Regions from separate parts of the Sus scrofa genome. Here regions 2 and 3 are each linked to region 1. A link is a contact called in public HiChIP or PLAC-seq and promoter capture Hi-C data. All regions are on one chromosome and are shown on one strand. The core of a region is the stretch at or near the end of the contact, and the rest is flanking DNA. Distances in the headings are between cores, read along the strand shown. Region 1 holds the start of ATG5 (autophagy protein 5). Region 2 holds the start of PREP (prolyl endopeptidase). Region 3 holds the start of C1H6orf203.

Region 1 (2,604 bases), core at 34-2,533:
AGTGAACTTCATGATGGCAGGGATTTTTATTGCCTTGTTCACTGTCTATTGTTTTGTTTACTTTTTATTCAGTGCCTGGAACATAACGGGCACTTGATATCTGTTAAATTAATAAAGCAAACCTACACCTGAAATGTGTACATTATTCTAAAAATTTATATCCATATAGTACCATTCTGTTCACTTTTCCCATTTTAATCAGCATAACTTCGAGGATTAAAGCACACGTTTAAACTCAGTGTAAAATTCTATAATTTCCCTCAACTTCTACTCTCAGCCCAACATCTTTACTTTCAAATTCAACCAATAACTCCCTTTATGGAAATCACAACATAATTCGGTTAAGATTCAAGTACCCATACTCCCAAAGGCTCTGAAATTTATCAAGTAAATTCTGGAAGGCCTTGGAAGTTTCAATGCTGCTTAATAGTCTCTGGGTTCTGATTCTTGCTGAAAACAGGCTGTGTCTCCCCACCCCTCAGAAAAATCTAGAACCAATCCAGTTTCCCTAGGTTCCTCAAGTTCAGGTGTGACTTGAAACTAATCCAAAGTATAATTAAAGTATGTCAAAGTGTTTTGCCAACGGAAAATGGCTTTGCTGGGACTAAATGTTACTATTAAAATGAGACAATGAGTGCCGTTGAGAAGATAAATTAGGAGAAATACCCATCGATTTCGGATAGAATCCAAGGGCTGTAAAATAACTATGATCTAAATTACTATCCCACGAAAAACGCAGGTCCTGAACAAAACTCTAGAGCCCGCAATGAGACCCTGGCTTCCTACATTAGTAAGAAGCAGACCGATTCCCCAAGAGACCGCACAGACTACACCCTACAGCCTGCACTAGGGCTCGGGGGCGGCGCCTGGCCAACGCCATCTCCCTCGGAGGAACACCTTCAGGCGCCACCACCGCCCTGAGGAGCGCTCCTCTCACCAGCCACACGCCCCTCCTTCTTACCACACCTACCCGGCACCTCCCCAACCCACTTCCTCACTCTGGGGTGACAGACACACATATACCCTACCAGAAGCGCCGGCTTCTCCTCCGGCTTCTCCTCCGGCTTCCCGCACTAGTGAGGACGCTCGGGTCCCGGGCACTGGCGGGGCGGCGGCGCAGAGCACCCGACACACTGTCCCGCAGAGGCTCCCCAGCTGGTAGCCCCGAGGGCCGGCACAGCCGCAGGAGGCACCCGCGCGGAGGTCGGAGCCAAGCCCTGCGGCACTTCCGCCCTCCGGTATCCAGCCAAGACAACCTGCAGCCGGGAAGCCCACCGCAAGTCCAGTCACTCTCGGCGCCCGGAGATGACGTCACGAAACCCACGTGGCCCGCCACTCCGCCCTCTGAGTTGGGCCCAACCCCGCAAGGAGGGCAGCGCTTGAGCATGCGCAGACTGAGCGGAGAGCGTGAATGTGAGGCTAAACCTCTGGCAAGTTCAGAGCTTCTGCAGTTTCCAGAGTCCTGTGCGTTTGGCATAGCCGTTGGTGTTTAGAGAGCTTAAGAGCAAAGAGTTTTACAAATGCTGAGACATCGTCTCGCTAGAGCTTGAGCGCGGCATCCCTCTCCTGGCTTCACAGAGTGATAGTAGTAAAAGGTTGGTTTTCAGAATATTTTTGAAGCCGTCCACCTCAGAATGGGACTTGAACCCACTGGCTGGGACTCAGACCCAGTCAAGACTCAGGGTGGGACTTGAACCCACTGTGTTTTACTTAAAACCACACACCTGGTCTCAGGACTTACTGGTAAGTTCAAGCTCAGTGTTTAAGCACAGAAGGAGTTCTGGGAGAGGCAAAGTGATAGGTAAGAAGTAGATTTATTGATAGTATGGGCCGCTCAGAAGGCAAGAGCAGCCTGGAAGATACACATTCCATAGACAGGATATGGCGCACCTTAAAAGGCCAGAGAGTGGCCCCAAAATGTGGAGTGGATAGTTTTTATGGGCTAGGTGATGTCATAGGCTAACAAGTGGGAGAGTTATTCCAGCTATTTTGGAGAAAGGGCAGGGATTTCCAGGGCTACTGGAAAATGGGCTACTGCCCACTTTTTTGGCCTTTTATGATCTGCCACAGAACTGTCAAGGTGCCTGTGGGTGTGTCATTTAGCATGCTGATATAGGACAGTGAGCATATAATGAGGTTCAAGGTCTACTGGAAGTCAAATGTCCCTCCATCTTGGGCCTAGTAGGTTCTGATCAGTTTTTGTTGTGTCTTCAAGGGCTACATCATTCTTCTAAAGGTTGTGCCCTGTCCACTTCTTTCCTGTTTCATTTTCATATCTATCTTCTCATTTTATCTTTCCCATGTTGTCAGAGCCACAGCAAGGGTTAATAGCCACATTTAACAGAAGACTAAATTATCTGAATATTAAAGCCCTTCCATCCATACAACTGTGCGTATCCATGTCTTCCTGTTGGTGAAAATAACAAGCAATTAATAAACTCACTTCTAGAGTGTTTGAATTGGATCTATCCAAAAGTCCCACCAGGTCTTTAACATTTTTCTCTTAATTACACATGCCATTCAACATAATGCATGCATGCCAAGTAAACACTACTGTGTTGAGACTCATGATAGGTTCCTGATAATTGGGAGGATTAGGGAAAT
Region 2 (2,604 bases), core at 77-2,576, 880 kb before region 1:
TCTTGGGCTGATAGAGTAAATTTAATAAGCAAGCAGCTGAACAGACTGAGAAAACATGGTTACCAGATGGCCACAGGTCAAAGAAAGCAGGAATGCATCAGTGCCACTTGGAAGTCTTAATTGAAAACAATATGTCCTTTACTCTAAAGCCCCGGTACCCTTTACCCCCAAATGAGATGCGCTTTAATGTACAGACTTTCTGGCATAAATCGGGCCAAAGCAAGCAGAAAAACAAACAAAAACAAAAATTAGAACTATATTATGCAAAAATCTTTTTATTCGGATTCTATTTTAAGTAATCCGAGGAATTTACCTTTTCCTAAGAGAATCAGGCCAACAACATTTGAATTTTTTCCAGTTCCTAAAATGCCAAACTAATTTTTACACACAAAAAAAGTGTTTGCCCAGAATTCCACCCAGGGGATCTCAACAGTGACCCTGAGCTCACGGACAGCTTAGGTAAATGGTGGGCAACCCCCGCAATAGGCAAAACTTCATCCTGAAAAAAGCCATCCTCTCTCCCTTCTAAGACCTCCTCTCACCCCCATCAACTAACTCCTGCTCCTGTTTAGGAACACTTGGATCAGCACTACCGGGCCCTGCATTCCCAGCACCCGCAGCCCAGCACCTGGCCAGGGACAGGGTAAGCGCTCCACACACGTTTTAAAATCGAATGAATGAACTTCAACTCTAAGTGTTTTTATTTCGTAAGTTGAAAAAGTTTGCTTTTGTTTTAAGATTGTACATAATCTGCATGCACAAACACTTTGTCTCCCTACCATATTGAAGCAAAAGCCTCCTCTGCTAAAAAGCAGTGACACGTTCTGTCTTCCCGCTCCCTTAAGACGCCCATTCCCACCTGGGCGTCTGCCCTTGACCCCGCGGATTGCAGGAAGCGGCCCTGCGGGCTGACCACGGGCTCAGCCAGCCAGCAGACGGAGGGTGACGGCCACCAGGGCCCCCGCGGCTCGGGAGGAGCCCAGCGCCCCCCGCCGGGTCTCGCAAACAAAGGCCGAGGGGGAGGGGAGGGCGTAGGGGGCGAGGGGCCGCGAGTGGTGGGGAGAGGGCCGCGCACCGCTGGGGTACTCACGGCGGTCTCGTCGCGGTACACGTCGGGGTACTGGAAGGACAGCATGGCTGGGGGCGCGCGGGGGTGGCCTGGGGGGCGCGGACTCCGGAGCGATGTCTAGTGGGCCGGGCGGGCAGTGGGGCGAGATATGCGCTGGGGCCGGGCAGGCGGCGGTGGCGGCGGCAGCGAGCGGGCGGCTCTCGGTCAGGCCTCGCACGACCGGACCGGCGGCGCGGCGGCGAGGACGTGAGGGAAGCAGGAAGCAGCTGTCGGCGAGGCCCGGAGCCCCTCCCCGGCGGGCGGGCCCAGAGGCTGCGGCGGCGGCAAGAGGGAGCGGGCGGCGCCTTGCGTGCGCCAGGCCGGGCGCACAGCTCCCTCTGCAGGAACGCCGGCCGCGCCCGCGCCCGCGCCGCCCGGGCCCACGGACCACTGCGCCTGGCGCGCGTCGCACCCACGCCCGAGCCACCGCACCAGACACCCCGTCACGGCGCCGGCCACACGCCGGCCGGGGACACGCCCAACACGCCGCCCCCGGCCCACAGCGCCCGCCACACGTGCGGTCACGCCGGCGAGCCCACCACGCCCCCTCCCTCTCCCGCCCCGCCCCCTCCGAGTCTCCCCGCTGCCGCTTAGCTGCAGCCAAGCTCGCTGCCCGCCCTCCTCCCTGAGCAGAAGGAACAGCAGGGTTTGCTTACTCGATCCCCCCATCTTCCTATTCCCGGGCTGAGAAGGGGCCTCGCCCCCGCGTTGAAAGCGGAGGGCTTGAGATGACCTAGTTTCCACCGCCTGTGGCTCTGGACTTGGAAAGGAAGGAATAATGGATCATGAGGACCAGGAAGGAAACACATCTCTCCTCTCCTGAGCACCCCTGGAGGGCGCTGGGTAGTTGGGCATCCGCACCGTGGAGGTGGGATGAGGCGTGGGTAGGACGACGGTTGAGCCCTTATCTGAGGTTTGCCAGTTGAAAGGGGACAGAGGTGGGAAGACTGGAAATCATCTTGGGTCTTTTGTTCATCCTACTGGTTCTTTTATCCCTTTCCTGCGTTTGTTGATTGAGCATCTTTTATCATGTATTAGATGCTTGACCTCAAACCTATGAAATTTTAATAGTTAGATTTACTCATCGTCGGCCTAGTGATAGGAGTTCTGGTCTTGCTTTCTGGACCATCGAAAAGAAGCTTTATGGCTCCAGTTATCATAGTTGGAGTGTGTGTCAATGTGTTTTGTACTCCTGGCTTCTTAAAAGTCCTGGGAGGAGGGCAGGGGTGTGACAAGAAAGTCGTTCAGGTCCTGAATTCCAGGTGGCCGAGGTAATTACTGTGACCTTGTGTCTTCTGTCCTTTTTATTATCATCCCAGTTCCGTGCCTCACCGGTAGGTCAGTGTTTTTGTTCAGGTTGGGGTGTTTGATAATCATGTTTCACAGTTGTTTCCAGACCCACCCTTCTTGAGCAACTTGAGAATCCTCAGTTCTGGGAGAGCTCACACTATTGATGCCCACTTTGTAAAAAAAACAAAACACAGGGACTTAGCATT
Region 3 (2,604 bases), core at 53-2,552, 640 kb after region 1:
TCACAGAGGTTGGTGATCACAGAAAAATCCAAGGCCCACAGCATTAAAATAAGCTCTTGTGCCAAAAATAAACCCATGCACCAATGGTCAACTAATCTATGACAAAGGAAGCAAGAATATACAATGGAGAAAAAGTCTCTTCACTGAGTGGTGCTGGGAAGATTGGACAACTACATGTAAAATAATGAAATTAGAACATTTTCTAAGACCACATACAAAAATACACTCAAAATGGATTAAAGCCCTAAATGTAAGACCAGATACCATAAAATTCCTAGAAGAAAACATGGGCAGAACACTCTTCAACATAAATCATAGCAAAAATTTTTTGGATCCTTCTCTGAAACAAAGGAAATTAAAAGCAAAAATAAACAAAAAGGATCCAATTAAACTGAAAAGCTTTTTCACAGCAAAGGAAACCATCAACAAAATGAAAAGACAACCTACCAAATGGGAGAAAAAAATTGCAAATGATGACTGCTAAGGGGTTAATATCCAGCTGACATAAACAGCTCACCAAACTCGACAACACAAAAACGAAAACAAAAACCAAGCACTAACCAGATTAAAAATTAGACAGAACTGAATAGAAATTTTTAAAAGAGGAAATAAAGATACAAACAGGCACAAGAAAAGATCCTCATCATCGCTAATCATCAGGGAAATGCAAATCAAAACCACAGTGAGATATCACCTCAGACCTCTCAGAAGGGCTATCAGCAAAAAGACCACAAAAAAATGTTGGTGAGGCGGGGGAGGGGTTGGTCGGGAAGCTGGACAGAGAAAGACAAATACTCGATGTTATCACTTATATGTGGAATCTAAAAAAATACAACTAGTGAATATAACGAAAAAGAAACAGACGCTCAGCTATAGCCAAAAAACTAGTAGCTACCTTTGGGGAGAGAGAAGGGGCGGGGCATTCTAAGGGTAGGGGATTAAGAGGCACAAAAAATAAGCTACAAAGATAATATTGTTCAATATGGAGAATATAGCAAATATTTTATAATAACTCTGAGGAGTACCACCTTTAAAAATTACAAATCTCTATATTATACACCTGTAACTTATATAATGTTATACATCAACTATCTTAAATGAAAAATAAGTCAACTAATTTAAAAAAATAAAGCTCTCTTCAACCATGTGTAACCACCAGGCTCAGGCTTCCGGCTCGGCTCAGAGACGTGTCTGTCCTCGGGGCTGCCCTCCCGGCCCAGTCCGCCCGGCCGCGTCTTCCAGCAGAGGTCGCTGCGCCGCCGACGCCGCGCCCGAGTGCCCCGCCCAGCCCGCTCTCACTGCGCCGGCGCCGACGGAAGGGGCGGGGCGAGGCCAGGGAGGGGCCTGGAGGCCGGCGGTCTCGGCCTCGGTGGGAGACCGGGTGGGAGGAGCGGCGGTGACGTGCAGGTAACTGCGCCCCGGCCGGGCGTGCAGTGCCCCCGGCCCGCGCCCCCTTCTGTTGCTTCACCGCGCGCACGTGGCAAATACGGGCGTGGCGTTCTCCTGTCCTCTCCCTGCGGTGTCAGGTCTCCGCGTGAGTCTCTCGCGTCCTATCCTGGCCAGGTCGGGCCGCTCCGGGGGCTGCAGGGTCCGTGGGAACCCGGTGGGCAGAGGCGATCTGCCCCGGGCCCGGCAGCACCTGCTTGCTGCAGACACAGACCGTGAGCTCGAGGACTCTGGTGTCCTGTTTCCCTTGACCTTGAGGACCTGGGAAGGTGCGCAGCCCGAGGGGTGTAGGGAGGGAGCAAGGGGAACCCGACCTTGTCTCAGCATTTCGTCACTCTCCGAGGTCTCTAGGAGAAGACAGGATTTTTAGTTGCAGTTGACCTAAAAGCAGTTAGATCAGGTTCGCCACACAGAGTAGTTAGGCTTAAGAACGTGGAGAGATTCCACATGTCCCGCAGGTCACGGACAGCGTTGCCTTCGCACTCCACTCATTACTTTTTTTTTTTTTTTTAAACAGCCTTCGTTTATTTCACAGATTTTATATCTGTCTTGAAGATCTCGAAACCTCGTTCAGGTTTCCTGCCACGATCATCCATCCCCTTTTAGGTTCACGCTGCCACCAAAGAAATCTTTTAAAAGGCACTCCTATGGGATCACTTCTCTACTTAAAATCTTTCTAGAACTCTCATGCTTTCTGGGTCAAGTCCACACTTTGATCTGGAAGCCCCTTGGAGATGTAGCCTCTTGCCCTTCAACCCAGGCCCATCTTTGTTCTTCATCCCAGTGCACTGGTTCTTCTGGTGTACTTTGATTTCACAGTATTTAATGAAGCATTTACCACGTGCCCAGCACTGTTCTGGGCACTTGGGATTGACACAGGCAAACAGGTTATATTCTAGTAGAAGAGACATCAAAAAACAAAACTCCCATAAAGTGTATAATATGATAGCAGGTAGTAAGTGCTGTGGTGAGAGAAAGTAGAACAGAGTAAGGGGAAATTGGGAGGGCAAGATGCCTGTTAAATGGAGTTAGAATGAGTAGACTTTATGGAGGTGAAGATGAGTTATCCACAGGTAGCTGGGCTAACAGTGTTCTCTCGAAGTTGGAACAAAGAATCCCCAGAAGTGTACCTGTTGTTTTGAGGATCATTGGGAAGGA

Evidence for each region. Promoter capture Hi-C pulls out the DNA fragments that hold promoters and counts their contacts. HiChIP or PLAC-seq counts read pairs in DNA pulled down with a chosen protein or histone mark.
Region 2: a contact with region 1 is called in an H3K27ac HiChIP or PLAC-seq map of skeletal muscle, with 9 times the contacts expected there. The contact joins the promoter of PREP here to the promoter of ATG5 in region 1. A contact is called at or near these places in 1 of 5 promoter capture datasets (liver) and 2 of 2 datasets of contacts at active chromatin or transcription factors (alveolar macrophages and skeletal muscle).
Region 3: a contact with region 1 is called in a promoter capture Hi-C map of liver, with 5 times the contacts expected there. The contact joins the promoter of C1H6orf203 here to the promoter of ATG5 in region 1. A contact is called at or near these places in 1 of 5 promoter capture datasets (liver) and 1 of 2 datasets of contacts at active chromatin or transcription factors (alveolar macrophages).

What each region holds. Positions count from the first base shown.
Region 1 is chr1:72,519,082-72,521,685 of Sscrofa11.1, forward strand. It overlaps ATG5 (autophagy protein 5), which reads right to left and starts at 1,284. Exons shown (of 9, transcript XM_021090470.1): 1 at 1,029-1,284. It overlaps LOC110259431, which reads left to right. Exons shown (of 3, transcript XM_021084599.1): 2 at 841-1,743. The coding sequence ends at 1,493.
Region 2 is chr1:71,634,819-71,637,422 of Sscrofa11.1, forward strand. It overlaps PREP (prolyl endopeptidase), which reads right to left and starts at 1,327. Exons shown (of 15, transcript NM_001004050.1): 1 at 1,091-1,327. The coding sequence starts at 1,135.
Region 3 is chr1:73,161,028-73,163,631 of Sscrofa11.1, forward strand. It overlaps C1H6orf203, which reads left to right and starts at 1,303. Exons shown (of 4, transcript XM_021090591.1): 1 at 1,303-1,407.